2 separate regions of the Mus musculus genome follow, and region 2 is linked to region 1. A link is a contact called in public HiChIP or PLAC-seq data. All regions are on one chromosome and are shown on one strand. The core of a region is the stretch at or near the end of the contact, and the rest is flanking DNA. Distances in the headings are between cores, read along the strand shown. Region 1 holds the start of Axin2 (axin 2). Region 2 overlaps Cep112 (centrosomal protein 112).

The links. HiChIP or PLAC-seq counts read pairs in DNA pulled down with a chosen protein or histone mark.
Region 2: an H3K4me3 HiChIP or PLAC-seq map of forebrain shows a contact between it and region 1, with 2.1 times the contacts expected there. The contact joins the enhancer-like site here to the promoter of Axin2 in region 1. A contact is called at or near these places in 3 of 484 Hi-C or Micro-C datasets (cortical neurons, uterus and ventricular fibroblasts) and 7 of 115 datasets of contacts at active chromatin or transcription factors (astrocytes, craniofacial prominence, embryonic limb bud and 4 more).

The regions. Positions count from the first base shown.
Region 1 is chr11:108,916,995-108,922,845 of GRCm38.p6, reverse strand. It overlaps Axin2 (axin 2), which reads right to left and starts at 2,497. Exons shown (of 11, transcript NM_015732.4): 1 at 2,285-2,497.
Region 2 is chr11:108,770,908-108,776,168 of GRCm38.p6, reverse strand. The region is part of intron 23 of Cep112 (centrosomal protein 112); the gene reads right to left. Among named protein-coding and RNA genes, the nearest start is that of Cep112it, 44 kb to the left of the region's middle. Within about 2 kb of position 1,593, at least 10 of the 459 cell types and tissues checked have an H3K27ac peak or open chromatin away from gene starts, as enhancers often do. A contact at or near this core is called in forebrain, where this site is marked.

The DNA of each region.
Region 1 (5,851 bases), core at 1,248-3,747:
GGGGGCCAGGGACACGCCGGGTAGGTAGTCTAGCCGTACCCACTCCCACGACAACCAGAACACGCAAGCCAGCCGACCGGCTGCGTGCAGGTGAAACCAATTTCAGTAAACTTCCCCACTCTGCTCTGCACAGATAACTCGAGTTCTCAAAGTGCCCTTCCCCGGCATCTGGTTCCCATTCCCCCCCCCCTCCTTCTGCGCTCCCTCGTCCCACTTCTTACAGAAGATCCCCGCCTGGGGAAAAAAAAAAAAAAGCCCGCCCAGCATCGGCGGGAAGGGGGTCAGCGACTCGCGGATTCGGCATGCACCCCCCACCCCCGATGATGTTGCCTAAACTCAAGACTCCACCAAAAACGTGGCTCAGTCTACACCTCTTGTCTTCTTTGCCTCCCCAAAGCAGAAACCAGTTCACTAACTTAGAGGCTTTGATCTTCAAACTTTTAAAGAGAGAAGAGAAACCTCGAGACCCGCCGCCCCCGGCTCCCCAGTCCACCTCCTAGAGCCACGAACCCAACAAAACCGGATCAGAAGGCTTCTCACGCTACTACTGCCTGTGCCAAGAATCCCAAACTACACTGATCCCAAGCCAGTCCTTTCTCCAAAAGAAAAGAAGTCTTATCTAACCAATAAACAAGCTTCTCTCCCTAGCCAGGGAAGGATCAAACTAAGGAGGGGCGGGCCGGGGTACAGGGAGGGACGCCAGGCCAGCTGCCCGAGACCCCGGGTCTGGGTCGATGCACCCCACCCCAGTCCCGGAGCTCAGGCCGCCAGGCTGGGCACAAACCCGAAGTGGTGGGGCCGGACAGTGCCGCGCACCCGGGCGCAGAGAAGGTGGCGAGGCGCCGTTACCTGGAAGATGAAGGCCGCCAGGCTCTCATCTCCTCTGAGCCCCTCCTGTCCCGTCCCTCCCCGGCCCAACTGCAAACGAAAGCCTCCAGAGTCCCGGTATGCCGTCCACCAGGAGCGAGGCCGGAGACCCCGGAGCCCGGATGGGGGTAACTCCCTGGTGTCAAGCCTCGCAGAGGTTCCCGCAGAAAAAGGCACGGAAAGCAACCGCCTAGTCCAGAAATGGCGACGCGCGGAGTCTCGGCCTCTCCGCAAAAGGGGCGGCAAGGAGGAACGGGGGGACGGGAGCGCCCTGGGCTCTGGCCGGTTCTACCCTCAGACTGAGCCTTCACCAGCGCTCCCGGCACCTAAGCGCGGACCCGCGGATGGGAGGGGGAGACTAGTGGGGAAAGAAGTGGGAGGGGGCGGTGGAAGGGCGGGGAGGGCAAGCGGGGGGCGCCGCCACCCTTTCATCCCACCTTCCAAAAGCACTCGCATGAACACGCACACCCCAACTCATCCACACCCACGGCGACTCGACCCCCGAGGGCGAGCTGCCCGTCTCCGCCTCCGTCCCCAACGCCACTTGGAGAAGTCTCCCTGACCGGCCCCCCGCCACCCCGGACCCCGCGCAGGGGAGGGGACTCCAGCTCACCGCGCGCAGGGCCGCCCGGCCAAACCCCCCGGAGCGCTGGGCGCCGAGCCCGCCGCTTCCCCTCCGCGCGGGCCCGGAGCGCGCCCCGAAATAGCCGGCCTGCCAACTTCAAAGCGCCGCCCCGCACATCAAAGCGCGCCGGCCGCCGGACCGCCGCGGCCTCGGCACTCACCATTGATCCGCTGGCGCACTCCTTGCGGAGACCTCGCAGGCGCCGCGGGCAGAGCCCCTGCCCGGGTCCCCCGCTGGACTCGCAGAGGCTGCCCCGGGGCCCCCCCGGGCCCGCCCGGGCGTGGGGAACATGAGGAGTCTCGCGGAGGCGGAGGAGGGGGTGCACGGAAAACAACGATCCCGAGGTCTGCGCCGGGTTTTTTTTGGGGGGGGGGATCGTGCGCCCCGCTGCCCCTTTTATGCAAAAGATCCGAGTGGGCCTCCGCCCCCACCGCGGCCGCCCCCGGCCCCCGCCCGGCCGGCTTTCAACCCAGGTCCTGTTTCCAGCAGTCACTAGGCGCACCAAATGTCCTCCGGGCGCTTCCAACAAAAACTGCGCTGTGGATTTAACTGTGCACTTCAAAGGCGCGAGCCGAGCGCACGGTCCTGGAAGGGAGGTATGCGAGCCGCACCCGGGCCAGCCCAGCGCGCTCCAGCGCCCCTTTTGGGGGGCCGTGCAATCCGCACCCCTCTACTACCCCGGCCTGCTCCCGGTCGCCCCCTCCCGCGGCCCCGCGCCCCGCTGCCAACCGCCCCCGGCCGCACGGAGCTTTCTTAGAAACGGCTGCGACGGGACCGAGCCTCCGACCCCACCTTTTACAGCAAAGCTCTCCTTTGGGGAGGCGGACGCCTCGGCCTCCGGGTGGCCCCGAAATCCATCGCGAACGGCTGCTTATTTTTATTTCCCGGTTCTTGGGCTGTTACTGAGTTGCCAGGACCTTATCAAAGCGCAGCCGGCTCCAGCCGACTCCCCCGGGCCGGGCTCGGGGAGCCAGTGATCCCGCCGCGCCAATCACAGAGGCGCTCGGCCGGCCCGCGCGCCGCCCGCCTTAAAGGGACAGCGCGCGCCCGCTCTGCCCCGCCCCGGCCCGGCCCCCGTGGCACACTCAGCTCCCGCGTTAACCCTTCCTTGGCCCTCGTCTGCCCCCCGCCGGCTGCTGGCGGCCCCGGGGTGTTCTCGGCCGGAGTTCTGATTGATTTCATGTTTCAAGTTCTCCAGCCTCTGCTCATGTCTCCTCCCCCTGCCTACCTAGCGCTCTCCAGCTCTAGAATGCCAGTTTCTCTCTGGCCATTGCAAGAACTGCAATAAAGCACCCGCCCCCCCCCCGCCCCCCTCCATCAAATCAAACACGTTCCTACCTTTTTTCAAATTTCCCTGGGAATTTGGAGAGCCTTCTGGTAGGAGCTAGATCCGCTGGCCAATTCTTAGGGCGTACTCTGACTCAGAAGGCATGATGTGTGTGTATGTGTGTGTGTGTGTGTGTGTGTGTGTGTGTGTGTGTGTGTGCACTTGTGCTCCAGTATCTATTTGCACTAATATAGAAATAGTTTGTGGACAGTTGTGTTTGGATGAAGATGGGCGGTTGTGAATTTGTCTCCACAGTGGAATCAAGGTGCGCACCTCAGTTCCCCAATATTGCAACCTTACACATCAGTCAGCACCTTCCTTGCACACTCATGGACCTCTTTCCCCAACAAATCCGTGCCCACCACACTCTCCCAAAGGGCTGCCACCATCCCATATGTTACTTATTAAACAGCCGTGGAATGCCTCCCACACATACGCGGTGTTAAAGTATTAAAAATTCACCCCACTGTCACCTTCGAATTCCTTTCCACATTCTCCCCAAAATATTTATAAGGCACGGGCCTTAAAAAAATATGCCATAAGTTCAGAACACTTATTCATTCATCTGTTGTTGTAGAGCATTTCCCCGTGGATGAGCTGATAAACTTGCGGGGGGGGGGGGGGGGGGGGAATGGAAGTGAGTAGGTAGCCTGATAGAGTTCTTACTTCACAAACGCTCAGTTCCGCCCCAACCCCTGCACCACATAAGCCAGAGTTGGTGACACATGGCTGCCACCCCAAGGTAGAGCCAATCAATAGAATGAGAATTCCAAGACCAACTTAGTAAAATGGAAGCCAGCCTGGGCTACCTAAGGCTCAATCTCTCAGAGACAAAGCAGTAACACAACAGCAGCAACAAAATATCAACAGCGGAGCCCAGGGCAAAGTAATCCAAAGAGAGGAAAGCCGAGAGAAGCAAGGGCCTGGCCTTCTGAAGGGAGGGCGAACATTCCGCTTTGGAGACTTTGAAACAGGTAAGAAACATGGCTGTCCAAAGAGGGAAAAGTGTCCCCCATGTTCTACTGGAGAAAGAACCCGGGCTGCAGCAAAGGGCCAGAGAGCTCACACACCTTAGGCCTCAAATTCCACAGCCTAGAAAGGAGGCCCGGTGGGTCTCATCCTCCTGCTCTTCCTCCATGGTCAATGTACCTGGGTTTCCTTGCAACCAGAGCTGACCTCTCTAAAGCCAGCAGTCCCGGCTGTGAAATGTGGTCCTTCCGGGGAAGACCAGAGGAAGCGTGTTCCCATAATGCATCTGTATCTTGAGACAACTACCAGGTGTGAGGATACTGGGTGGCTCTCCATTCTCTCTGCCTTCCAGCTCTGACATGGTATATGGAATCCTAGACCAAAGGCATACCCGCCCACCTCCTCCATCAACCCCAGCAAAACTGTTTCCTGAGGGTCCTTGGGCCACAGAGGTATTGTCACAGAAACAGAAGTGTAGAGAGAGGCATGAACTGCCATAGAAGCAAGTACAGTGCAAAAACCCAAGGGTGTACACATATGTACCCCACCCCACCCCTGATTCTTCTCTCTCTCTCTCTCTCTCTCTCTCTCTCTCTCTCTCTCTCTCTCTCTCTCTCTCTCTCGGGGAGGGGACATAGAATCATCAAACCATCCCAAATCAAAATAAACAAGGTTCAGAAAAGAGGAGGCTTTCAGAAAGGAATTGGAACCTGGGTCTTCATGGGTGGTTTCCTCCCTTGAGTTGTCCCCACTGACCCCCCACTGCCCCTGAGCCACCCACAGTCATCACAGGCTGCCTTTAAACCGGAGAGCTTGGCTGCTCCTTCATTACCCCAGGGCTGGGGCAGTGGAGGAAGTGCAGCCCGGGGAGTCCCTTGTGGTTGGGATCTTCTCCACAACAGCCCCTCTGGGAGCTGGGCTTCCAGAGCAGGTGTTAGGGTCACCTCAGGCCAACAACTCCCTCTACTGTCTCTAGCATCTCACCCAACTTCATGTATACAGGAACATTTTGCATCTAGCCAAAGAGGCTGGGTGAGCCCTGAGAGGCTGGAAGCCCTCTCTGGCGCCCGGGTCTTTAACTCACTTGTTGCTAATGTTATTAGAGGAACATCCAAAGGCCGTCGATCATTCGCAACCCCTTTCTCAAGATAGCAGCTTGCCATTTTCCTCTTCTCCCTGGCAGCAGCATTATCATGTGACTTGTTGTAATCCTGCATGGTTGCCTAGAAACTGGAAAGCAAGGGGATGGATTTCTGCACATGCTCACTCAGTGCCCCCCCCCAACCCCCCTTTAAAGTAAAACCTTACAGAGGATAAGACAGTCCACTTGGCTTAAGTGTAGGCAAGTTTAATAAAGCAGAGAGAGCAGAGAGGGGTCCTTTTCTGGAATTCTGTCCTGGGCTGAAATCCTAGAATACCAGAAAACAAGGCTAAAGGCTCGCTCCACGGGAGGCATCCGGCCAGATCTCTGACCCTTGTCAGCTTTCACAAAAACCATTGTGCAGGGGAAGTCAGGCCAGCTGGGACTAGAGTTGCTGAGACCCGGGATATTGCTCTGAGATTCAGGAACTCTGACTTTTCCTCCTCGGGAAAAGTGCCACCTTACACAATGTTCCTTTGTTGAGAGGGAGAAGAGGGAGACATGGTTAACAATCGCAGCTTACCTGACAACTCTGGACTCCATTTATTTACACATCTAGGAGGCAGATGGTGTTCCATGGGAGGGTTGTAGGGAACGCCAGCAATAAGCACGTGCTACATACACAGGTTGGCAGATAGTATGTATTCAAAACTTATTTTTCCCCTCAATCTTCAAGATTTTCCTCTAACTTTATCCATGAGGGTCGTGTACCCACGTGCATTTCTGGTGCTAGTGGAGATCTGAAGAAGGCATCAGATCCTCTGGAACTGGAGTTGCAGATGGTTGTTAGCTACCATGTGGGTGCTGGGAATTGAACTCCAGTCCTCTAAAGGAGCAGCCAGTGCACTTAACCACTGGGCCATCTCACCAGCGCCATAATGGTTATTTTTGCAGTTACCCTACCCTATTCCCTAGTGGTCCT
Region 2 (5,261 bases), core at 344-2,843, 150 kb after region 1:
CCCCTGGGCAGGTGGTCTTGGATGGCCAAAAAGACCTCATGCACACATCCATGAGCTCTGTGTAATATGCCCTTTCCACTTAAGTGTTGCCTCTTCTGTGGTCCCTAAAAAGAGCAGTCCATGTGGACAGGGTTTCTTTCCTCAGAGGTGTTTGGGAGCACTGTGGTACTGAGTCAGCCCTCCATACAGATTCTCATGGTGGAAACCGGACACTGCAGATTCTAGGAGGTTATAGAATACTTTCGCAGGTGGCAACTAGGACAACATCCTTAGATACAAACAAAAATGCACAGTAGCTGCATTAATATCTCTAATAAATGCCCGCAGCATCAGGCAGATCTGTTGCTAAGCATGTTAACCACAGTCTTTTGAAAATAATTTTTTGAAAATAATTTATCCCTTTCTAGACTTCCGGTAATTCAGAATAGGACACGTGGATCTATAATATCTAAGTTTTTTTTTTTTAAATAACTTGGACTCTGAGCTTCTCAAGAATACGCATTTACTATGTATGTTTTGTTGGACATGTTAAAAGTATGCTGGACAAATGAGCACTGCGTCCCTGTAAACCAACCCCTAGTAACTAGTGATATCACAGGATTCTCAGGTTTAATTTATGGCAATGAACCGGTAAATGTTTGTGATAATATAACAAGATTAAATAACTAACTTAGATCTTTTAAAAAATTCTCAAGCAGGGTAGTTGTGTCATTATGGTATTTTTAACATGTTGTCTTTATGGGTTCCCTTCCTCATGCACCTTTCCCTAAGAAGCCCACTTAACAGGTCACCTGTGAGAAACCTTAGGAGCCAAGTCTTGCCTTACCAGGCAGAATCTAATAGAGCACTCTCTGCCTTGTGTGTCCTTATGTTCTCCTGGGAAGTGCCTACCGAAGGCTGCAGGCTAGAGACGAGTTCCTGAAAGCTAGCACGCACCATTCTCTTAGCTCATGGAAGTTCATCTGAGGAAATGTTGGGGATTGTTCAATAGGATACTGTGGAATGTTCCTATGGCCCTTCTGCACCACCAGAGCTAAGTTCTCTCTTTGAAGCCTGAGTATTGAAAGTTCCTCACTGTGAGGCCAGATGTCCAAGCAGAGATTTCATATCAAGGAGAAATATTGTAAAAAATGTTGCTTGCAGGCATAGAAAAGAGCTTTTAAAGCACCGATGCCTCTCTCCCTCAGCCACTGACTGGAGTTCACGAGAAAAGGTCGCCTGCCAGTAGGACACCAAGAAATCTGCTCTGTGTTACCAGAAGGCTTGAGGGGGAGAAGAAATATTTCATAATCCTGGGCAGCTCTCACTGTGCTAAGAGCTTATATGAATCAATTTCCAAAGAATAAAATCACAAGCCTCTTTGAGGGGGTTTAGAAGCCTCACGACATAGAAAGAAATCTCCGTCCAGCCTCAGATGACTTCCTTTAGGACCTGTTCATTATTTAATTCCTGTCTTCCCTGTGCACATGTTCTAAAGATACAGGGAAAAAAAGTGGCATTTTCTTTGTTCCCTCCTGAATTAGAATTAATGATGCTAAGAATAGAAAGGAGTTTTCCATCCCACCCAGGAAGACTTGCCTGCTAACTCAACAAGCAGGCCATCCGTGGGAGCAGAAGCCTAAGAACACTTTCCTAGAGGCCAGGCTCAGCCTTGGTGTGCAGTGCTGACCTTGCTTCTGAGAAAGGAGAAGCAGTGCCAGCCAGCGAGCATAGGGGCCATGGGCAGCTCTTATGTGCTCACCCTGAAGTCCTTCAGTTCTAGCCTCTGGCAAGTTTGTTCTTCATTCTAAAACTTGTTGAAAAACATTCTTCATTCAGTGGACAAAAACCTTTCAAGTTGTGTGGAAAATACTTTTGAACCCTTAAAACACTGCTTTGTGTATTCTAAGCCAGAGAATAAATCAGACGTTGCTGAGCCAGTGGCGGGCCTATGAAGGAGCGGAATTACAAGAACAGGAGAGGCAGGTTTCTCTGAATCCATGGCTTGGCCCACTGTACCCTTATACGCTGGAGTGACTGTGTGGCTAACTGTATTACTGCACTGTCCAAATAACAATGGCTTGTGGTTAATCAACAACTAGAAAAATATGGGTCATTTAGCTTTTTAATATTTAAGAATGTAATAGGTATTTGAAAAAATTTTAACTTTAATAATTCTAAATTATATCATATATAGTTCAAAGGCACTATAATAACATAGTGATTGCCCAAAATAAATAAATTTAAGCTTCACAACCAAAATTATTGAATAATTTCCTATTCATATTCTTCTTAAATAAATTAAAAAATGTAATTTGAAAATAAAAAGAATAAAAAGAATAAAAAGAAGTTTTGTTCATGTGGACTATTGATACATTGGAAGTTAAGACTAATAAGTATTAAAACATTTAATTGGTTTTAAAATAGCAGGAATAGACTCAGTGTGCGTGAACACACAAAGACCATTTTTAAGAGAAGGGAGCATTGCGTCCACGTCCGTGTGTGCAGGGCCAAGTCAACGACACGTGTCTTCTTTGATTTCCCTTCACTTTAGTTTTACACCTTAGGTTTAAATATTTTAAAAATTTAATGTGTAGGGGTATTTTGTCTGCATTTATGTCTATGTGCCTTATGTATACAGTTCCCAAGAAGGCCAGAAAGAGGCATCAAGTCTCTGGGACAGGATTGAAGACAGTTGTGAGCCATCATGTGAGTACATCCTTTGGAAGAGCAGCCAGTGTTCTTAACTGCTGAGTCATCTCTCCAGCCCTTACACCTTAGTTTTTGAGACAGGCTCTCTCACTGAACCTAGATCTCACTGTTTCAACTAGACTGGCTGGTCAATGAGCTTTAGAAATCTGACTACTTTCCCTCTGCACCGGTTTACAGATACCCGTGCTGTGCCTGGTCTTTTGAGGGAGCGCTCAGAGATCTGAACTCCTGTCCTCTGAACTCCTGTCCTTAGAGATCTGAACTCCTGTCCTCATGCTTGCATAGCAGGCACTTTATAAGTCATCTCTCCAAATCCTAAATTGTTTATTTCTGAGGTTAAAAAAATCGATGAGATATGTGGGTGTTTTATATTTCTACAAATCTGTTTAACAGAGGGAGCTAGACTCTTATCTATTTCTGTATTTAAACTCTTACAAAAACATTGCTCCCAATGAAACACAAAAAGAAATTCAGTCACACAGAAAGATGGTCAGAAGAGGGCAGAGGGGTGTCTCAGCAGCCCTTCCAATGATTGGGGCACTTGGCTATTATATAATACCAAACCACAGCAAGTGGTAGTTTTTGAAGCTAGCTGCAACGTGGAATCTGCAACTCTCATGCATGAACTTTGCATGTAGATTCCCTAAAACTCCTTGGTCTCTTTTGTGCATTGAATGGGTCTTTTAGTCATGAAGGGATTTGTAACATCAGGGATTGATCATCTGAAATAGATAATAGAATGAATCATGAGTCATGTGAATCTTTCAACTGGAGATGCTCCATTCTCTCCCTGCCTCTTTCTCACCCTTGCAAAGTCACTGATCTCCTCAGAAAACTTTAAGCATTGCCAAGCTGTCAAACTCACAACAGTGATACCAATTTTTCCAAAATTCTAACTTATTGTTTGAAAGGGCAAATTTTATTATTAGCAACAATATAGTCAGTTGTTATCCTTGGCTTGTCAGGCTCACTTCGTTTATTTTCTAGAATATGTCTGTCAGATAGTAGAGTGTGAATAAACACAGGTTGTCAGTGCTTTGGGAACAACAGAGTGCAGCCCCCACTTGGTGCAGACCCGCCTTTCCCTGAGACACCCGGCCTGCGTCACTAGGTGGCAGAGGCTTCATGTGCTCTCCCCATTACTATGAGGAGTAGTGCTGTGTCAAGATTTGGGGTAATAAAATGGATATTTGGCTGTTTCCTCTTTGTTGCAAATACACGTTTGTGGAAGGAAGAAATTGTTACTAGGATGGTTGACTGGGATCAGCAGTTTCATCTCCCATTGCTGCTGTGCAATAGTGAGACGCATGCACAGTGATGGGTCTGTGTTCTTACGAAAACAGTTGGACCCTGAGGAACGAAAGGATAGGGAGCAAGCTCAGAACTACAGCTTTAGATGCCGTGGCTCCTCTGCGAGGAGACCAAGTTTAAGATTCAGTCAGTAGGAAATGGAAAGCTACTGACAGATTTTAAGCTGTAAACACCATGCTCTTACTTGTGTTCCAGAACTGTCACAGAGCCATCAGTGTGAGGGACAGCGCAGTGGGCAGTGACTCCAGGAAGGAGAAATTGGACAAGGCAGGGTCAGAGAGGATGCAGTTCTGAGTAAGGGTAGGAACTAGTGAGTGTGGAAGGAGCTATGTGTCCAGATACATTTAGGGGCTGTCCTAAGGATTGATTTATGAGAGATAAGGGCAGAGAAGAATCCCGTCAAGTTTCCAGGACTCTAACCAGAGTAATTAGGTGGACAATAGTCATTTGAGTCAAATATCTGGCACAAGAGGAGGAGCTTGGAAGAGTAGCAAGAGAAGAAAAATTCTCATGTCTCTACTGAGCAAAAGAAAAAGTCTCATATGTCTACTTGAGCTGCCTATGGACCATCAGAGTGGAGATGTTAATGGTGACTAGAAATGCTGACTGAAACAGGGAGTGACAGCACATTGCTTCAATCCCAATGCTTAGAAGGCAGAGGCAGGGGCTACTCAAGACAACCCTGGTCAAATAAATTATCAGAAAAATAAATACAAAAACAAAGGTTGTAGGCTCAGGGCAGAAAAATCTAAAATTGAAAATTCCTTTCTGTGGAAGTTCACATGAAGGGCTCAGATTATTAGGGACAGCACAGATAAGAGGCCTGAGAAGGCACACATAAAACTATTACCAAGTGTTAAAGAAGGAAGAGGAGAGGGAGGCTAGAAACAGAAATGAGGGGATTGTAAGTTAGATGAGCTGGGAAGGTATTGCTATGGAAATACAGAAGCACTTAGAGACCAGCTTCCGTACATTAAAGCCACAGGTGATAGATGCTCAGAGAATGGGAATATAATTTCCCTGCCCCAGTGTTGCAGACTCAAATGAGTGGAAGCTGCAGAGATATTTACACTCATCTTCTTGTATTTCCAGGATCTACCTACCAGCACAGGCGTCTACAAATCCCAGCTATATCCCAGGCAGCTACAAATCCAGAAAGATCGTACAGATGTAGAGTCAGCTCTATCCAGCTGAAAGCCCAAGCCACACCCCAACAGTGCACAAACCCTCCACCAGAGTCCCATGGCCATGCTGCATGA